Regions from separate parts of the Sus scrofa genome. Here region 1 is linked to region 2. A link is a contact called in public HiChIP or PLAC-seq data. All regions are on one chromosome and are shown on one strand. The core of a region is the stretch at or near the end of the contact, and the rest is flanking DNA. Distances in the headings are between cores, read along the strand shown. Region 1 holds the start of CDC42EP5 (cdc42 effector protein 5). Region 2 holds the start of EPN1 (epsin-1).

Region 1 (3,102 bases), core at 195-2,694, 940 kb after region 2:
GTGCTCCATGCAATGAGGTCATGCTTGGAAAAAGTCCATAACAGGGCCAAGCTCCGTACAGAGGGGCTGTTGTTTGCGACAAACATAAAGGAAGCAGAGAGCAGGCGCGAGGATGGGACCGGGACCCGGCGATTGCGCGTGCACCGCCCCCCCCCCCCCCCCCCCCGCCCCAAGCTGCCCTCCTCCCGCCTCCATCCGCCCCCCGCCCCTTTCCTGCCCAGGCTCCAGCTGCAGAGGTGGGGGGCACAGCTGGCCCACCGCTGCCCCGCCTAGACAGAACAACCCCTCCAGATCCAGCCGGACTGGTTCTCAGCCCTTTGGAAGAGGCGACTGGGTGGCTGGGGCCCCGACGGGGCGGGGGGACTCCCCAGATCCCTTTGGGGCTCCAGTGCGTGCTTCCTGAGGCCACGTGGCTGAGGCCTGGATTTCAGCGGCCGCAGCCCCTTTGGCCGTCTGTACCGTTTTCCTCCGGACCTGACCAGGGACCCTAAGCCACCACTGCCCCTTACCTCGCAGTCCTTGCTGAAGCGGGCAGGCGTGCGCTCAGGCTCAGGCTCAAGCCGAGACCACCCCCCAACCCCGGCCACCTCTCCTTGGTTCGGAGCCTGCCTCCGCCTCCTGGTCCCAGGTCGGCGCCTTCCTTCTTCCTCCGGGCGGGGATCTCACCTGGCAGAGGAAGTGCCATGCGGAACCGGGCGGGGGATCCAGGACCCAGGTGTCCGGGACCACAGTGCCACCTCCTCAGGCCTCCCCCCTCTGAGCTTGCTGGAGTCCTAGCTCCAGAAGTCAGGGGTCCTAGCCCCCCTCCCTCGCCGGACCTAGGAGTCCAGGTCCCCGTCCCTCCGCCCACAGACCCAGAGGTCTAAGACCCACCCCTGGCAGACCCTGGCATCGAGTCCCTCCTCTACCTGCACCAGGAACGGAAGTGTCAGCCCCTCTCGGGGGCCATGGTAGGAGCCCAAACCGGAGCAGAGTTACCGCTCCGTCCAGCTCCGTCCGCCCTGGGCAGGGAGGGTTAAGGTGCAGGCCCCTCCCAGCCGTCCTTTTCCCCCAAAAGTTTGCTTCTAGGATTTAAAGGGCCAGAGAGCAGCTGTGGAAGCACTGAGGCCCCTCCTGGCTGAGTGTGGGGGCCGGAAGAGGCTGGGACTGGGAGATCAGGCCGAGGGGGTGGGGGATGGACGGGGAGGGCGGCCCCCCAGCCCGGCCCCTCCCCCTGCCAGCTTGGAATTTCCTGAAACTGGGGAAGTCTGGCTGTTTTGAAGAGTAATTTCTTCCAGATTGCAGCTGTTGGGGGAGTGTGGGGGCGGATAGAGAGCCAGCTGGAGATAGAGAGAGCCTGAGGTCGGGCAGTGAGACCAGCCAAAGGACGGAGGTGAACTAAGAGGGGCCGCCTCCCCACTGCTTTGCAGAGCTCCCGAGATGGAAGTCCTTGCCTGGAGTGCCTCATCCCTAGAAAGGTCATTCCATCACCGAGTGTGCCTGGCAGTGACAAGCAGAGTCAGACTAGAGTGTTAGGAGGATCTCTTGGGGGCCAGGGTGGGGGGGTCCTGACCTTAGAGAGCTGGGTCCCCAGAAGGAGGCTGGCTCGGCTGTGAGCTGCTGCTGGGACGGTGAGAGAGTTTAACTGATAACCAGGAAGTGTGGCTTAAACCCTGAACTGAATCCCCAAGGAGGAGTGGGAGTTCCCGGGGCTGAGGAGGTGAGGAAGTCTATCCAGAGCAGGCTGGGCTTCAGGGTGGAGCGGAGGGCACTAAGGCATGGCATGGGGCTTGGTGTGCCTGGAGAGTTCAGCCGGAAAGCCACGGGGAGCTTGGGGTTTGTTCTTTGGTGAGGGCAGGGTACTGAGCAGGAATAACAGAGTCAGGTCTGAGTGGTAAAGGGTTCCTTCCAGGATCCAGTCAGGAGCCAGACTGGACTAAGCCTGGGACTCACATACAAGGCAAAAGGGAAGGTGGGGGAATAATCACCCTAAACTTGGTCACCAAGGTAGTTTTTTGTTTTTACCACACCCACGGCAGGCGAAAGTTCATAGGCCAGCGGTCCAACCCACGCCGCAGCGGCAACCAACCAAGCTGCTGCGGTGCCACCACCAGCTCCTGAACCTGCTACTCCACAAGGGAACTCCCCACTTTAATCATTTTAAAGTGGCATTTAGTACAGCCACAACGTTGTGTACCCACGGCCTCTATCTAATTCCAAACCACTTTCATTACCTCAAAAGGAAATCTTGTGCCCCTTAAGCTGCCAGCTGGGGGCTAACTGGCTCCGAGATGCCGCCTGCATCCTCCTGCTACTTTCCATGTGTCTCTCCTCTGGCAGCGGTGGGCTGAGCCCCTCCTCATGCTGCACATCTCCCCGGTTTGCAGGCCTGTGGCACTTCCTCCTGCCTCCAGCCGGAGAAGGTCCGCTGCTTCTAGGGCTCATGGGACTAGATCAGGCCCCATCTGGATAATAGAGGTGATACAGCTGTACATACATTGGTAATAGATGTGGGTTAATGCCTTCCTTGATAACACATTAGGAGCTTGGGATCAACGGCTACACACTGCTGCAGATAAAGCAGATAAATGATAAGAACCTATGGCAGAGAACAGGGAACTATAGTGGATATTGTGTCATAACCTATAAGGGAAAAGAATCCGAAAAAGAACACGTGTGTGTATGTAAAATGAACAATAGAAATGCATGTAAAGATATGGGCAGGTATAAATAGAAACATATAACTTAGAATGTAAAATCTACCTACAACGTAAGATTTCAGATGTATAATTTAAGTATATTAGAATATATTTACACTATATATATATATATATATTTTTTTTTGTCTTTTTGTCTTTTCTGGCCACTCCCACAGCACATGGAGGTTCCCAGGTGCTAGGAGTTAATAGGAGCTGTAGCCACCGGCCTACACCACAGCCACAGCAGCTCAGGATCCAAGCCGTGTCTGCAACCTATACCACAGCTCACGGCAACGCCAGATCGTTAACCCACGGAGCAAGGCTAGGGATCAAACCCGCAACCTCATGGTTCCTAGTCAGATTCGTTAATCACTGAGCCACGACGGGAACTCCAATTTACACTATATATTAAATGCAGAATGCA
Region 2 (3,141 bases), core at 395-2,894:
AGACAGGCCCAGCCGGACACACTGGCAACAAGAGCTGATGTGACCAACAGAACAGGAGACCAAGAGGACAGGGCATGAAGGTGGAGAAAGAGGCACGGAGAAGCCTGGGCAGACAAAAGACACAGGAAAACAGATAAAGGAACATGGGGAGACAGCGGGGTAGGCAGGCAAAGAGCAAGGACAGAGGCCCTGAAGATAAAAGAGGCAGTAAGCTGGGACTGCGAAAAAGGAGACAAGGAAAATGGGAGCGAAAGGAAAGAACATGAAATCCTGGCCCTCTGGAGATTCAGTTTGCTCAACTCTTAAATGAAGGAAAGGATTTCTACCTGGCAGGCTTGTTGATTAAATACAATGGGTACATAAAGTGCTTGGCACTGCGCCCCACAGATAACAGGAGCTCAATAATGTTGGCTGCTGTTTTAATAGGGGAAAAAAAAAAAAAACAGTATTTCCAAAAGGGAGGCATCAAAAAATGTGGTATCTTAACATCGTGTATTTATACAAGTGTACTGAAGCAACATTCAACTGACAGGGCAAACCTAAGACTCCACAGATACTATGTAGGAGGAAAACAGGTTTTTCCAAAATGAGCTGACCCAAAAATAATTATTAAACTAAATACAAGACAAGCGATACCGCAAAATTCTCCAAGGGGTGCTCCAATGACCCACGTTAAGTGTATGCAAGAGAAAATCTGTAAGTAATAATAACGGAACCCAGAGCTCCCAGCAGTTCACCACACACTTACTATGCACAAGGGCTGGGCACTTTGCCTTGGTGAATGATCACAGCAGCCCTATTATGTAGGAACTCTGAATACCCTAACTTTAAAGACTGGGAAACTGTGGCCTGGAGATGAATTACCAGACAAACATTACAGACTTACAAAAAATGGGCCTCTGATTCCACAGCCGGGTTCTTCATCACTCGGAACTCAAGAACCCAGGGGAAGGGGTTATCCTAGGCCAAGCGACAGACCCCCCGGAGAGGGAGTCGGGGTTGGAGGACAAGAGTACCAGGACAGAAGTAATAGGGGAAGACGGCGGGCCGGGGGAGATGCACAGAGACAGAGCGGAGACAGCTGCGGAGCCTAGACACGGACACTAATCCTGCCCATCACACGCTGAAATGCGACAGAAACGCAGAACCAGACCCGACACGGACAAGCAAGGACAGCGCCGTGTAAAAGCACCGAAACGGACCCGAGCGGCAGCGAGGCCCAGGCGGAGGCCCGCGGGAGGCCCAGGCGCGGACAGAGACGCGGGAGAGTCGGAGCCGCGGGCGGTCCAAGGCCGGCCCAGCGCAGACACACAAAGACCGTGGAGACGCCTGAGCGCGCCCGCCCGCCGCCCGCCGCCCGCACTCACCTGGGCCCCCTCAAGCCGCGCTCCGGGGGGTCATGGCGGGCAGCCCCCCAGCCAGCCCCCGCTCGGCCTCGGTGTCGCTGGGCGCGCGCCGGGCCGCGGGCGGTGGATGCGGAGCCGCGCTTGGACGCACGCGCGGACACACGGAAGACCGCACACCGACGGCCCCGCCGCCCCGCCGCCCGGGAAGGGCGCGGAGAGCCGGGCGGGGGAGGGGAGCCACCGAACAGACGGGAAGCAACCGAAGGCGATGGACCGGAAGCGGAAGTGGCTGCTCGACCCGCCCGGTCGCCCCTCTGCGGCGGCAAGCCTGCGCAGACTCCAGCCCCCAGCCCCCACCTGGCCGCGCGGCGTCACTTCCGGCGCGCTGACCTCGTCGTCAGGCGCCACTCGCCCGGTTGCCGCCGCAGCCTCCAGACCCCGGGAACGCACAGAAAGGGGCGGGGCGCAGCGCGGGGCCGCCGGGCGCGCTCGACCGAACCGGGAAGCCGCGCTGTCCCCAGACCGCCCCCGCACGCCAGTGCCGGACCCTCGGGGCGACCTGAGCTCCGGGCCCACGAGCCCAGACGGCTCCCGCCGCCGCCACCCGCCACCTCAGGCGGGCTCGGCACCCTCCTCTCCAGGGCCACGCCCTACACCGTCCTCCTGGACCAGCAGGCCACGCAGGCGGGGTGTGCCACCTGCAGCGTGCCAAGGGCGCCGGGGCGTCGTGGCCGGGGTGACGCTGAGGACTGCCGGGCCTCCGGGACCGACGCCTCAGCCTAGGCCAAAGGAACCCCGAGAAATGGAAGGGTGGGGGTTACATACACCAGACAAAGAGCAGCTCCATAAAGTAAAATACAACAAAATGTTTAATGAGCAAATTCGTCTTAGCAAATATGAAACTGCCACAGAGAGTAGGAGAGGGACGGGGTGACGGGGCTGGGGGGCAGGTCTGGAGAAACTAAAGTGGAAAGAATCAGCTACATAAGAAACCAAGGACAACACCGCGGAGAGGACCAGAGGCCAAGAGGACGGGAGCTGTGGTCCTGAAAGGGGAGAGGGCAGCGTAACTGGGGCCGGACAACAAAATTCAAAATAGTTTGGCCATAAAATATAAACACGCTACGTTTCTACGGTGGGAGGAGGAAGAGAAAGGGAGTGTAAGGGAGGAAAGACTGTTTCGGAGAGGGGCCGTGGGGATCCGACCCAGCCCTGTTGCGCACCCCGCCCCCCCCTTCCCTCTGTGTGTGTATCTGTGTGGGCCTGTGTGAGCACTCCCCCGTCCCTCCCCGCCCCAAGCCCCACCCCACCCCCCACCCTTAATTGCTGCCATTCCAGTTGCTGCCGGCTGTCAGGCTGTCATTCTGTCATTCGGCTGTCACTCCTCTGCCCATGGTCTTCAGAGGGGGAAAAGAGGGGGAGCGGGAGGGGGAGAAGCCCCCAGCCAGCCCTGCCCCTGCCCTCCCCCGCCGCCTCTACCAGAAGTCCCGGCGGTGGTAAGAGTCGGGGTCACAGTACTTTGTGACAACCACTCTGTTGGCGAACTTGCGACCCGTCAGGCCCTGCATGGCTTTCTGGCAGTCAAACACAGAGGTGAACTCCACGAAGATCTGCGGGAACAAGAGCCAAGGTGTGAAGACCAACCAGCCTCTGCCTTCGAGGATGAGCTGGCTCCCTCACAGCAACCAGCCAGCATCTACCCCCAACTCAGAACTCCCAGGCAGCGAGAGGGGGCTCACTGCCGGTGTGGGGACATTTATCCAAACCTCCTCCAGCACCCCAGGATCAAAGAATG

What was found. HiChIP or PLAC-seq counts read pairs in DNA pulled down with a chosen protein or histone mark.
Region 1: an H3K27ac HiChIP or PLAC-seq map of skeletal muscle shows a contact between it and region 2, with 4 times the contacts expected there. The contact joins the promoter of CDC42EP5 here to the promoter of EPN1 in region 2. A contact is called at or near these places in 2 of 47 Hi-C or Micro-C datasets (embryonic fibroblasts and epiblast stem cells) and 1 of 2 datasets of contacts at active chromatin or transcription factors (skeletal muscle).

Annotation. Positions count from the first base shown.
Region 1 is chr6:58,850,768-58,853,869 of Sscrofa11.1, reverse strand. It overlaps CDC42EP5 (cdc42 effector protein 5), which reads right to left and starts at 1,444. Exons shown (of 3, transcript XM_021094975.1): 1 at 909-1,444; 2 at 510-666.
Region 2 is chr6:59,788,455-59,791,595 of Sscrofa11.1, reverse strand. EPN1 (epsin-1) reads right to left here and starts at 1,644. Exons shown (of 11, transcript XM_021095052.1): 1 at 1,368-1,644. It overlaps U2AF2 (U2 small nuclear RNA auxiliary factor 2), which reads right to left. Exons shown (of 12, transcript NM_001315804.1): 12 at 2,822-2,956. The coding sequence ends at 2,822.